3 separate regions of the Zea mays genome follow, and all the other regions are linked to region 1. Evidence: chromatin contacts called from public Hi-C data. All regions are on one chromosome and are shown on one strand. Each heading gives the region's core, a stretch centred on a gene start, on an enhancer-like site or on the middle of the called end of the contact. The rest is flanking DNA. Distances are from core to core; before and after follow the strand shown.

Region 1 (4,843 bases), core at 1,552-4,051:
ATCGTGTTACATAATACATACATCTGTCAACTGAAGTTGTTGAACACTAATTCAAAACATATATTGATGTATCCTCATATTGTCCCCACTGTAAGCCGCACAGCAGTTTGGGATGTGCATTGTTTTCTCTTATCTGATTCTGGTAATGCCTGTTTCTGGCTTGTAATCCTATTCACCAACTCATCTACCAGCTTTTTTCAAGCATGACATCTTGGTCAAAATCTCCAGGTCATCCTATTGATTAAGGAGGTTCTAGGTAACACAGTTGGGTTCTGGTGCGAGCACGTGAGTAACATTCAGGGTATTTGTTGTACCAACCCGTTGGTCCAGCCGCCCAGACCAGACTAGTAGTTTAACTGTTTTAAGTTATCAGGCTATCCGCACTCATACTACTCTAAATCCATACTCTAAAAAGAATATTCTGTCCTCGTCAGCAAGATTATCTACTCTATACCACAATCCTCCGCTATCATGTTTACTCTATATCTCAACTCTATACCAACTTTTCACATACTATATTATTTTTTTTGTACTTTACTCTGCCTCCCTGTGTGGCTGTGTCTGCCGCCTTGTATACGTGGAGCATACTCCCACGACGGAAGGACAGGAGAGAGATTTGGAGTTGAACGCTATATATGGCGTTTCTCATGCCCTCTGTATATTTGCAGTCGTGGATGGAGTGCCTCACTGCAGCATTTTCTTGACTGCATATCTATGCAGTAGGCTTTAGCGCTCCCGAGTGCGCACAGCCTCAGCATAGCGTTACGAATTAAAATAGACGATTACTTGTCGGTTTACATGTATATATATAAGAAGAGCTGAATAAAATGAGAGCAAATGTCACAAGAAACCCCAAGCTTGCTTTACAGATCTTTTACGACCAGTTTCTTCATGCGTCTATACTTTTATTAAGTTGGGTTTTTTTTCTCTCAACAACCACAAAATTAACAAGGGTAATGGTGCTCTGTGACGACCAAACGCGAAGGCACTTCCTCTGATTCTGCATGCACGTGCTGAAATCTCCGTCGTCGTCGTTTCATTAGTGTAATGCAGTTTTATTAGTGATGTGTACAAGAGAAGATTCAGTACGTGGTCTCGCGATGACGACGGCAGCAGTTAATTTCACCGTTCAAACAACAGGCATCCATGGCACGTGTTTTTTTTGTTTCCATACAGAAGATTCTGAACTCGAAACTGAAGTTCGCATGACCAAGCTTCTGCATCTTGTCCAATCTCTCCAGTCTCCATCGCTTTTTTTATTAGTATTATCATTATTATTATTTTCCCCAATATGTGAACACGTGACGTCGTCACCCGATCGCGACGAAAATGAACTGAGGCCATGTTTGGTTTCAATTAGTCCTAGAACTAAACTTTAGTCCCTACATGTTTGGTTCTAGGGACTAAACAGATTCTAAAGTCATTAAATGCAATGTCCAAAGACTCAAATGCCCTTAGAATATACCCCTAATATTAGTTATTCATACAAAAAGGTAAGAGTAACATGATAATTATGACCTTTTAGTCTCTTTTAGCACCTATGTGAAGGACTAAGGAAGTGTTTGGTTTCTAGTGACTAATTTTTAGTCCCTCCACTTAATTCTATTTTAGTCCCTAAATTACTAAATATAGAGTTTCCCTATTTAACAATTTATGAACTAAAATGGAATTAAGTGGGGAACTAAAGTTTAGTCCCTATAAACCAAACACCCCCTAAAGACTAAATCATTTTAGTCTATATTTTAGTCCTAGTGTTTGGAAAAAAGGGACTAAATGAGACTAAAAACTAGAGACTAATTTTTAGTCCCTCTAACCAAACACCCCCTGAAGCTGAGATGGTTTGTCCAATCTCTCGACTGGATCACTTGCCAAAAGAAGATTTGACGAGCTGAGCTTGAAAGAAACTATATCCTTTCGATGATATCGTTCTGACCAATGCGTGGTTGCCAGCTTGCTTCAAGGAGATCGCGTAATAAGCTTACATATACGGGAACATATCAAATGCAAACCACGTTTTGGTATAAACCCCATGCAAATCTACTAAAAAAGTTTCAAAAAATCTTGAAAAAAACATTAATGCACATTTCAGCTTACATTATCTATATACAAAATTTAATGGTCAAATTCATCTTACTCTAGCAGTTACAAAAAGACAAAATTTCTGACAAACAATAATAGTTTAAATGCACCAAAATTTGTCTTTTTTGTAACTGCTAGTATATATATATAAGGTAAGCTGAGATGTACGTTCATATTTTTTCAGAATTTTTTGAAACTTTTTTATCAGGTTTGCACGGAATTTACACCAATACGTGGTTTGTATTCGATATATTCCCTACGTAGCACACGCACGCAACTACGTATAGTTAGGTTATGGGTTGACTTGGTGGTTTGTTGTCTTCACGGAACTGAAGCTCGTTGTCCGGAGGCTTGGCGTCGCGGCAGCTGACGGGAGACTTTGGAATTTGGATGCCAAGAGCACGGCCCAATTCACCAGTCCACCACCATGCATTGCTGCAGCAGCCACCTCCACCTACTACTCTGCAGTCTGCACAACAGAAATTCCCGGGGTCTGAAAGCCCGCGACCACCCAACCCAGCTCTTGCCCTGTTTCCGTCCGTGCCGTGGCAGTGGCAGCATGCACCCCCCCTGTTGCCTGACCCTGCCTTGTTCGGGTGAAAACCCGCGCGGATTTGAAGCGTTCTCGCGCGCGTTGGCGTTTTATATCATTTTATTTTATCCACTCCTAAGCTAACCAAAGAGGCAACAAAACATCTTTACCTACTCACTCACCAACCTGCCCATCACGTGCCGGGACGGACGACATCTCTCTCCCTCTCCGCCGTCAGGCACACCGGCGAGCTGAGCCGAGCCAGTGCGCGCGCTCCGCTTCCTATATAATGCAGCCAGCTACCTAGCAGTTTTGGCAACCATCAGACACCGAGCAGCAGCAGCAGCAGCGGCGGCCGGAGCCCGGACGGAGCCAACCGCCAGCTAGTCTGTCTGCCGCGCCGGCCCGCCGCTCGCTCCCGCTCCCCCTCCCCCGTCCGAGGATCACGTCGCGCCTCGCTCGCGGTCTCGTCCACAGCTCCCGGTGCGGTCGGCGATGGACGCTGCCGGGGACGCCATGGAGAGAGGCGACCGCGCGCCGCTCCTGCCAGTGGTAACGGCCCGGACCTCTCTCTCTCTGCATTCAACCTTATTATTTCCACGTTTCGGCGTTCAATGCATGCTTTTCTTGGTTAGTGATCGGGGTCTAGGATCCAATTCCGTCTCGAGACAGGGAAAAACACACACATCGTTTCTGACACACTATATTTTACTAGCTTTTTCTTTACTGTTTTTATTATTTCCTCTTGTTATAAGTATTACATATGCCCAGTAAAGCATATACGCCGTGTGTATTGACAAACGCAGAGTCTCCTGTCACTGACAACTTGTGTATTGTTTCTTCACCGTACCGCAGAGTCAAGGCCCAAAGGTTCGGGACGACGACAGCCTCCAAGTGCCACTGTTGAAGGATAAGAAACGTGCCGGCAGCAAGGCGCCGGCGGTTGTTCTTGGTGAGCAACTGAGCATAGCTCCCAGCATGTTCAGTTTTTCCTTTCGTTCTCCTGGTAACGGGATGCATGTATGTGATGTTCAACCACAAGAACTGAAATGCAATGTGCTACTGGAACGCGCTCAATTGCCTCTGCGTCTGCGGCGTGCAGGGTTCGAGTGTCTGGAGAGCACGGCGTTCAACGGCATCTCCACGAACCTGGTGGTGTACCTGGAGACCGTCCTCCACGGCAGCAACCTGGCCAGCGCCTCCGACGTCACCACGTGGTTCGGCACCAGCTTCCTCACGCCGGTCTTCGGCGCCATCATCGCCGACACCTTCTTGGGCAACTACAACACCATCCTCGTCTCTCTCGCCGTCTACCTCCTTGTACGCAGCACCTCGTCGATTCATCCTCGTCCACATCCGTCCACGCCACGCCACGCCTTGCGCATTTGGGCTAACGGACTCGTTCTACGTACGTACGCGGTACGCCTGCCCGCGTGCCACCTGCAGGGGATGATGTTCGTCACCTTCTCGGCGTTCCTGCCCACAGCCGCGGCGCTCGGCGGCGCCACCTCGGTGTTCGGCGCCAAGACCGTCGCCTTCCTCGGGCTGTACCTCGTGGCGATCGGGCGCGGCGGGGTGCAGTCGTCGCTGGCGCCGTTCGGCGCGGACCAGTTCGACGACGCCAACCCGGCGGACCGGGACAGCAAGGCGTCTTTCTTCAGCTGGTTCTACCTCTGCGTCGACTTCGGCATGATCGTCTCCGGCCTCGTCATCGTGTGGGTCCAGGACAACGTCAGCTGGGGCCTCGGCTTCGGCATCTCCACCGCCTGCCTCGCGCTCGCCTTCGCCGCCTTCGTGCTCGCCACGCCCATGTACAAGCGCCGCATGCCCACCGGCACGCCGCTCAAGAGCCTCAGCCAGGTCGTCGTCGCCGCATGCAGGAAGATCGCCCTGAAGGCGCCCGCCGACGCCGGCATGCTCTTCGAGGTCAGCGACAAGGTGGACGCCGCCCAGCCTAAGATCGCGCATACCGACGAGTTCTCGTTCCTTGACAAGGCAGCTATCGTCTCCGAATCGGACATGGAGGAGATGTCGTCGGAGGAGGCCTGTTCGTCGTCGTGGAAGCTCTGCACCGTCACCCAGGTGGAGGAGCTCAAGATCCTGATGCGCCTGCTGCCCATATGGGTGACTAGCGTCATCGTGTCCTCGGCGTACGCGCAGATGACCACCACCTTCATCCAGCAGGGTAGCGCCATGGACATGTCCATCCTGTCCGTGCCGGTGGCTGCGGCG
Region 2 (4,351 bases), core at 845-3,344, 150 kb before region 1:
CTTGTTCCTTTTATGCTAGCTTATTAATGTATTGATTGTCATTTACATGATGAATTATTTTTTATGTTGATGTTAGTGGGTATGGGAAACCCGTTGGGTACCCGAAACCCGCATGGGTATGGGTTTGGGCAAAATTTTATACCCGTCACGGGTATGGGTTTTTTAGCGGGCGTGTTTTTTCTTCGTGGGTACGGGTTTGGGCAAGTAATACCCAGCGGGTTTTTACCCATTGCCATCTCTATGCAACGGCTCTTTGGCAGCTTTAAGGAGCTCGAAGAACTTTTGAACCTCAGGTGTAGCTGGATCCTCAAACTCGGTGGGTTGACCGGGGTTCTCCGAATCGACGGTTAGAAGCTCATGGCGTACATCGTCAAGCATCTCTTCCATCCTATCGTAGTCCTCCTCTTCATGTGACTGTACTTCCGATACAATACGAGGAGGTGGGTCCTCACCGTGGTGCACCCACACCTCATAGCCTGGCATATAACCGTTCTTGCAAAGATCTATCGACATAGTCCTCCTGTCAAGGAAATAAATGTTCCGACACTTGGTACAAGGGCACCTAACATCGGTTCCAGTCTCTGACCGAGCAAAAGCACGGTCGAGAAACGCGTCAGTCTTAGCAACCCACTCACTTGATAGAGCACCTCTTTCCTTCCAACCTTCATACATCCATCGACGATCATCCTCCATACTAGATACGAGATGTTAACTTGATTAGTTAAGTTAATCACGCCTCTAATCTAATAAATCACACTAATACAAGAAAAATAATTTAACGGGACCCTAAATCATGTAAAATAACCTTATTTCCGAGGGCATAATAATTACCCTCGGAAATTAATAATTTAAATTATATAGACACCACTACATAACATTATCACGGGTGACAAATCATATAAAATGACCTTATTTTCGAGGGCATAATAATTACCCTCGGAAATTAAAAATTTAAATTATCTAAGCACCACTAAGTAAACGAAAACAAACTAAATTAATTACATAATCAAATTTCGGCCATCGCACACAATAAATTAAACAATATTTAACATACTAATTATTTAACAACAAAAATTGCAACTACAAAACTAGATTAACATATACAGAATAATACTTAAACTACTCACTTGAGAGTGCGGGGCGGGGCGGGCGGGGCAGCACGGCGGTGACGGGGACGACTGCGCGGCGAGCGGGGCGGCAGCGCGGCGGGCAGCGCGGCCGCGGGCTGCAAGGCGGGCGGGCGGGGCGGGCAGCGCGGCGGGGCGCAGCACGGTGGCCGGCAGGGCCGTGGCAGCGGCGGGCAGCTCGAGGACGACGGTGGCGCGCGCTGGAAAGATGGAAAATAAAATGGTGTTCCCTGGCCGCGCGGTTAAATCGCTTTATCGCCGACGGCTGTAATACGGGCCGTCAGAGATAACCTTATGTCCGACGGCCCTCTGACAGCCGTCGGAGGTAAGGTGTTATGTCCGACGGCCAGCCCAGGCTCTCGAACATAAGGCTACCTCCGACGGTCTCCTGCGCGGCCGTCGAAGATAACAAGACCGTCACACATGATTGTTTTTACTTAGTGAATTAGAGATCCTGCACGGTTACCGACAGGCACGCGGACTTTAGCAGGCACCATACCAATGCATGCATGACATGAACCCATGTAGCGCGTCGCGTCGCGTCGCCATACCATATGGCTTGCGCTCTTGGACTTGCTTGCATTGCTGCCGCGGCAGCAGCCGGCCGGCAGGACGCTCGCTCTGCCATGGTGGCAGCGGCCGGCACGATACAGCAGCGTCCACGACCTCCTGACTGATCCGCCGTGAGATCCGGCCCCCTCCCAAATTTTTGACCGCGTTCGCGCGGGGCGGCTCGCTCTACTATTATTTTATTTAATATCTGTTTTGTTTTACCGCGGCTCCATGCCGTATTTTCCGCGCATCGAGAACAGAACACTATCAGTCCGGGAAATGAAGTCAGCGACCGTGCATACTTTCCCATCATCAGCAAAAAGAGCAAGCTAGCTAGCACTCCCAGTTCCCTCTCTCCACCCTCTGCCACTATTTTGTCCGCTCCCAGCTGAGCAAGCCCTTGCCCTTGGCCGGCCCTTGCTGTGCCCCCCGGCCCTTCTCTCTCCTCTCCCTCAGTCCCTGTCTTGTCCTATCCTAGTAAAAGAAAGGACAGTTTGATTGCACAGGTAGCCCACCGCTCAAATCATCCGCTTCCCCTCGCCCTTCCTCTCTCACACCCAAAACAAACAAGCCTGCTGGATCGACCGAGTTCAGCCGAGCTAGCTAACCCTCGCAAGCTAGCAGCTTCTCTCAACCCTCGACTTCCTTCTACCTATACAACCCTAAATCAGTTTGCTTCCTTCGGTTCTTGCGAATTGCCAGGAACGAAAGAGCTTTGCCGCTCTCGTGTTACAGAAGACTCGGAAAGAGAGATCGAGAGGAAGGAGTACCAGATAGACGTACCAGCAGGCAGCAGCTAGCTAGAGGGGCGAGCGAGCCATGTGCGACTACTTCCTACAAAGGATGGAGGACGACCGCCACCACCACCATCAGGCCGGAGGAGACCTCACGGACGTCGTCCGAGCCGGCGGCGCGATGCATCCGGCAGCTGTCGCGGAGCTCTCCTCCACGGCCACCACGGGGTGGCAGCTCCCGGCCGAGCCAGCTGGACCACCCGGCCTCTTCCCGCCAGCCCGGTCATCGTCGTCGTCGGACGGCGGCGCCTTCGCCGGCCTCTCGGGCCCATTCGCCAGCGACTTCCGCGCGGACTCCGCCGGCGTTGACCCCAGCCCTGCCGACTTCTTTGACTTCGAGGCGCCCGCTGTCGGTGGCGGCCGGGGCGGAATGGTGGAGGGCGGCGGGCCGCCGCAGATGCCCGCGCTGTCGCCGAGAGAGGTACGGCCGTACTCGGTGATGATGGGCGGCGACACCGTCAAGATCGGCGTGCCGGCGATGATGCCCGGGGGGCTGCCCGTTGGCCCGCCGTGCGCGTTCGACGCCATCGCCGGGATGCAGATGCCGTCGCCGCACTGCGGCGGGATCAAGCGCAGGTTCGGCACAGCGATCGCTGCCAGATCTAAGCAGTTCGTGATCATTATTGTCAAGCATATGAAGCAAGCCCTTCCTTAATTTCTTGGAAAATTTCTTCTCGTGGCTTGCTTGAATTTTGCATGGATTTTTCTTGTGCTAGAGTCACGGCTCGAGATTTGTAATTCAGGGTCAGGGATAGCGGTGCTAATCGCTTCTCCTGCTCCCCACACCTGTGCTCCTTTCGTCATTCTGCATCTTCCAAGAAAGCTATTATATATACATCGGCACAGCCAACCTTTTGGTTGTAACAAATAAAAAATAGCAAGATCAAATGTTCTAGAATCTAGATAGTAGATACACAAAAAAGGGTAGCCAGGTGTCGGTGAAAATCTTCTGATTAAAGAAATAAAAACAACTAGCATCAACTCGGTTGACAAAACAAATACACTAGCTAGCTATAGGCCTATAGCTATAGCTACTAGAATTTCAGCTAAGTTAATTAGTATTATTGTGCCCAGAGCAACTAGGCCTATTTCTTGAGCTCAACTTGCTGCCTTGCAAACCCTAGCTTTCTCATTTTCTGCAAGATGCGAGCTTTGAGATGATCATTCACGCATTTAACAATGTGGCTGTTGTGCCTGGTTAGCAGGAAAAACCAGGCAAGGAAGGTGGTCTGCATCCCAGCACCTGCAGCATCAGCAGGAGGAAGGACCACTGGGGAGGTTGTTCCTTCTGATCTCTGGGCTTGGAGGAAGTATGGACAGAAGCCTATCAAAGGATCACCGTATCCAAGGTATTACGACTGACCTTTCTTCAGCTGGTTCATGTATGCAATTGAATATATAGATACACTACATATGTGCATAAATAACTATGGTGATCATGTAATAATAATAAGAACACACGTCTCTTAATTTTTTTTTGCCATCTTTACAAAAATCCCTTAATCATGTGTTACTGCCACATGAGTCATTGGCATGCATTATATGTCAATCACCTCCTAATATATAGTGGCAAAAAGTTTATTTTCCCTAAGAATAATAGATATATATCCGATCATCTCCTCACTCAAGATGAAAAGACACATGGATTCCTATTTTCTTCTAGCACTATTCTACCACTTGCTGGTTAATTTAGAATCTAGCACATGATAAGGTAGCAGCTAGCAGCTAATACTATATAAATTACTATAGGCAAGTGCAACAGCTAATCAGACTTATCATGGATTTCTAAATAATATCGGTTGTGAAATTCAAGAACTCAGAGCTGCATATTTATTATTTTGTCCTGCTTTGAACCATATCATGGAATTTTCAATGTCC
Region 3 (4,920 bases), core at 1,204-3,703, 180 kb before region 1:
TCTTCTTGGCCACCGGGCGGGCCCACCGCACCTGGGAGTATGGTTCACAGGAAGTCGTCCAGGTTCATGGTCTATAGCGGCTTGCCCAGCGGCGTCTCCACCTTGGCCAGCGAGAGTCCGTAGACCGAGCCATGACACGAGAGGTCGTCGTCGTCATGAGAGTGGGATGATATTGTCTGCACTCTCATCCACGCCCCCCGGAGGTCGAAACAGAGAGTGTTGGAGCCTGTATCCTGTGATATCCTGGCCCCTAGGATGGTGATGTCCTAACCCAAGGCTTAATAGAATTAATAGAGTATCCATACCAACAAAGTGCATCTTCTTTTTCGGATGCCTGTCTCAAAAGAACCTCCAAGTTAAGTGTGCTTGGCTTGGAGCAATTTGGGATGGGTGACCGACCGGGAAGTTTTTTCGGGTGCGCATGAGTGAGGACAAAGTGCGCACAAAAGACTTGTGTTGGTCTATGGGAACGATATATGATTCTAGAGAGCTGCCAGGAGTGAGTACCACCGGTCCAGGGATTGGACGGGTTGTTACAAATGGTATCAGAGCCGACCCTCGCGGTTTCATGGCCGTGTGTGGGCTAGGGGTTCGGGTATATGGCGCATGGCGCATGTGGGCCCGGAGTGGTCACATGGCATGACATATGACGACACTAGACACACAGACGTGGCTAAGAGGGGAGGTTCCTGAATTGGGGTTGACCGACGAGGACGTCGGTCTTCTAAGGGGGGTGGATTGTGATATCCTGGCCCCTAGGATGGTGATGTCCTGACCCAAGGCTTAATAGAATTAATAGAGTATCCATACCAACAAGGTGCATCTTCTTTTTCGGATGTCTGTCTCAAAAGAACCTCCAAGTTAAGCGTGCTTGGCTTTGAGCAATTTGGGATGGGTGACCGACCGGGAAGTTTTCTCGGGTGCGCATGAGTGAGGACAAAGTGCACACAAAAGACTCGTGTTGGTCTGTGGGGACAATATATGATCCTAGAGAGCTGCCAGGAGTGAGTACCGCCGGTCCAGGGATTGGGCGGGTTGTTACATATCCATGTGCGATCACATGCACCTGCAAACAAATAATTGCGCAGCGGCGGCGCAGTGCGAGACGTGTGAAAGAGGGCGCGTGCTCGAAGGCTTATCTTCTCCTTCAAGTGCACGAGAATGGCGGTAGCGATGCGAGAGAGGCAGCGGGAAAAGAGGGAGTTGGGGATCAGTGTAGGCCGTTGGTGATCGCAATCTAGCGCTTCACACGTGTCTACTGTTTGATTTGGAATAAGTGGAAGGGCCTTTTTGCAAAAAAAAAACGACGTAGGACGACCGTTGAAACTGGTACTTTAAGTATACTATAGATAACTTATGCAAGAATTTTTAGAGAAGCCTAGTTCACAGTGGCGAATCTAACAAGAAATATTGTTGGGGTCATTGAGGTGAATTTCACTATATGATCTAATATTTTTAAAACTTTAACGGTGTTTTGCTAAAGGGTTTACAAATTTTATCAGGATCGACTGACCCCAATAAACCCTCCTAGATCCGCCCCTGCTAATTCATCTCTCTTAGATATCTTGGTCCTTTATGTGCATAGACCACAAGTTAGTTACATGTAGTTGTTTAATGATGTAACTTATACTTTATCTTTTCTTTTATAATCGCTATAATGTAAATCTCCTTTATTCAGGCCGTGATGCATGATTTTTAGCTATATGCTTCTTGATTGTTGGTTTAGAAGTGTAACCATACGACGAGGAGCTCCCTACGACCTCTGAGTTGTTGGTGCTGCAATAGTCAAAAGGACAACATGTGATACTAATTTGGTTGGAGGTGAAGCCCCATGATGGCTGATACGGCATTTGTCAAGCCTAATAGTTTTTTTTTTTGCCTTGCCATGATTTTGGTGGGCAAATTTTGAAGCCCAACCAAACAAGCTCTATATTACCATGAAAAAATCCTTTATATCCTTTTTGGCATTATAGTTTTTCTTCTTAAATTTCAAAATCACATATCTTATATCTTGCCAACTCTCAAAATCCATTTAAATTGCCTGCTTACTCCGGTTAAATTTGGGGTTTAAGATGGTTTCATCCTCAGTTAGGAGAAAAAACCGGTAAATTTGGACACAACAATCCCAAAAAAAAAGATAGTTATAGCTTCAAAAAGTATCTCTAAAATATTCTAAAACTATACTTAGCCTTAGAAAAATAGAAATAATGTAAATATCCCAAAATAGTAAATCATTCTAAATTACTAAATCGTGAAAAATATATAAAAAATTATTTACCCACCTGAAACAACTTCTAACCTGAACTAGGATGTAATGTACATGGTTTCCTTAAGTTGGTCAGGGTAGGCTGCCTAGTTTTAAGTTAAAAAGAAGGAAAATCAGACCATGACAGGTAAACTGGGCCTTTTGCTTATACATGTCCATGGGCTTTGAACTTAGTTTAGGGCCGACGGCTTATTGATCTTGAGCCAGAAACTCCAAAGGCCTTCAAGAGCCCAGTTTAAATCCATCCAGTCCGACTTGGGGGTCCAAATTTTGACTCCTGTTCCCGGCCTTCTCCAAGTCAACGATTTTTAAGGATCGGGAGCTCACTTCGAGAAGCAGAAATCGAGGGGAGAAGATGCCTGTCAGTGGAAGCAAAGGTGACCCCCCCCCCCCCCCCCCCCCCCCGCTGCGCTGTCTCCTTCCTGAGTAGTACTAATTAAAAGCATCCCGGCAACCTAATCAAAATCAACTGCGTGGTTCACATGTACACACACGCCTCCCCAAACTGGATTACTCTACGTACTGTAGTACTCCATATTGGTCTCATCGCAAGGCACTTCGATTAACGCGTGCCTTAATCACGAGCAGATTGAAATGACACCAATGCAAGGATCGATGTGCAGAGACAAATCAGTGTTTAATTGGGCTTCACACGCACAACGCAAGTTTTATGGAACTTCATGGGTAGTTTTCCTATTTTTTTCTCAAGTGACTGAAAAACCAGCCGTATATATATATATATTAAATTTCAAGCACCTTCGGCCATTTCGAGTGGAATATCGATCGGTCCACGTGATCTGAGCAACGTAACATCCCGGGCAGATTTAGGTAAGCGTGGACAGGGCATTGGCGTATGGACAGGATATATAGGTGATGTACCCTACTCATTAGCGTCACTAGTTTATTTTTTATACTCACGTACTGGCAAGAGATAATATAATTATTCAGTCTGTATAATGTGTGATACTCCTATACAGTTATCCTTGACACTAGAGTACGATTTGCCTAATACTCCTATATATATGTTAGCTAGTAGCTACCTACGTAGCTTACTAATCAAGAACAAATTGCTAGATTTGAAGAGGTCAAAATATATGTGCACCAGGGGATATGGTGGTACATAAATTACTCCCTCGTCAGAGTTCTAAATAAGTGGGGTTTTCAAGGTATCACAAGTTAATATTATTCCAAACTTTAGTTGCATACTGTTAATTATTTTGTGTATCTTGAGCTCAGATTTTTTTGTTTTTTGTTTTGAAACACAGTTTCATAAAAGTATACTTCAAAATTATTTTTATGAGCATATGTAACAAAACAACTGATTAGAGAGGGGAAAGCACACCAACAATTGATACCTTGGTGGACATAACTGATTAATTTGGCGATTACGGAAGTATATTTGGACTGATCCGTAGCTAATCTAAGATAACCAGTGGCTGAGGAAAAGTGCGATATGGCTTGTCAGGATACACATATGCACAAAATAGTACTACCTCCGTTCACAAATATATGATATTATTGACGTTTTTCGAAAACTTTAACCACTCGTCTTATTGAAAATTGAAAAATTTTAAGTCAAACACAAACTAACTTAAGTGATAAAATAAATCACAAAAAATAAATGTAACTCATTATTTTTTTTTTTTTGAATAAGACGAGTAGTGAAAGTTTTCTAAAAAAAAGTCAATGCATGGCGTTATATATTTATGAACGGATGGAGTAGCTAGCTATTAGTGGGCGGAATATCATGCACAGACAGACACACTGCTTTCTCTAGATATGAATTCCATTCTTCGATTCCCCAACAATTAATGCAAGGAAATAAAATAACAAAGGTGCAGAATAGATGCATGCATGTGTGATCAAATTAAAACCGAGGAAGGCTGCTGCTTCTTCTTCTTTGCTTCATTCGATATATCTATTTCGTCAATGAGGATAGTCTCGCTCTCGCACATGGTATGAGCATTTGGAATAATTAAGCTAAGCCTGATGACACATTCTGCAGACAGCCACGACGGCATGGCTTATGTCATCATTTGCACAAAGGCAACGACTGATATGCAAACAGTCTTTCTGTACAAGAGTGTAAGCAAATTATCTGATCCATTAGATCGTGATCCAACCGTAGATCACATTTAACACTTAAACCTTTCCACCACCACCTCAATAACCTTTATAAAAAAAACCCTTACACAAATATCAGTTCGTTACACATGGACGATATGCGATCCAGAGATCAGATCGCTCTGTGTCACGTACACGTGTACGTGTAGCCGTGTAGGAAAACAAATTACTTCAGAAGCGAGCAACCAGTGAACCGTAAAGCTCACTGTACTGTCTCTCTAAGCCGGGATGCCTGCAGAGGAACAAGTAGTAGCTAGTCCAGCACATGCATGCAGCAAGTAACAGATCGACAGTCGACACACACGGTGCGCTTAACATATATAGTCTAATAGCTAAACAAGTAAACAGTCAGTGTCAGCTACATTAATACTCCTATTATATAAACAAGTACTAGCTAGTATAGTACTCTTAATTAATTGTACTACCTGCATGTTGGATTATAGTATGCGTGCCACGCTTAATTAGGGGGCACATGGTATGTAGGGCGATGCTTCTTATTCCCCTCTTGTACATGTGCCGCCCCCATGCAC

What was found. A called contact is a pair of places that touch in the nucleus more often than the background predicts.
Region 2: a Hi-C map of leaf shows a contact between it and region 1, with 3 times the contacts expected there. The contact joins the promoter of LOC100381682 here to the promoter of LOC103653956 in region 1. A contact is called at or near these places in 4 of 25 Hi-C or Micro-C datasets (bundle sheath, ear and leaf) and 1 of 3 datasets of contacts at active chromatin or transcription factors (leaf).
Region 3: a contact with region 1 is called in a Hi-C map of tassel, with 2.6 times the contacts expected there. The contact joins the enhancer-like site here to the promoter of LOC103653956 in region 1. A contact is called at or near these places in 4 of 25 Hi-C or Micro-C datasets (ear, leaf and tassel) and 1 of 3 datasets of contacts at active chromatin or transcription factors (leaf).

Annotation. Positions count from the first base shown.
Region 1 is chr4:163,932,239-163,937,081 of Zm-B73-REFERENCE-NAM-5.0, reverse strand. LOC103653956 (protein NRT1/ PTR FAMILY 8.3) reads left to right here and starts at 2,801. Exons shown (of 4, transcript XM_008680775.4): 1 at 2,801-3,163; 2 at 3,467-3,563; 3 at 3,714-3,931; 4 at 4,058-4,843. The coding sequence starts at 3,107.
Region 2 is chr4:164,081,884-164,086,234 of Zm-B73-REFERENCE-NAM-5.0, reverse strand. LOC100381682 reads left to right here and starts at 2,094. Exons shown (of 3, transcript NM_001174495.1): 1 at 2,094-3,049; 2 at 3,679-3,822. The coding sequence starts at 2,499.
Region 3 is chr4:164,109,029-164,113,948 of Zm-B73-REFERENCE-NAM-5.0, reverse strand. It overlaps the pseudogene LOC109945849. Among protein-coding and RNA genes, the nearest start is that of LOC100381682, 27 kb to the right of the region's middle. Within about 2 kb of position 2,453, at least 14 of the 20 cell types and tissues checked have an H3K27ac peak or open chromatin away from gene starts, as enhancers often do. A contact at or near this core is called in ear, leaf and tassel, where this site is marked.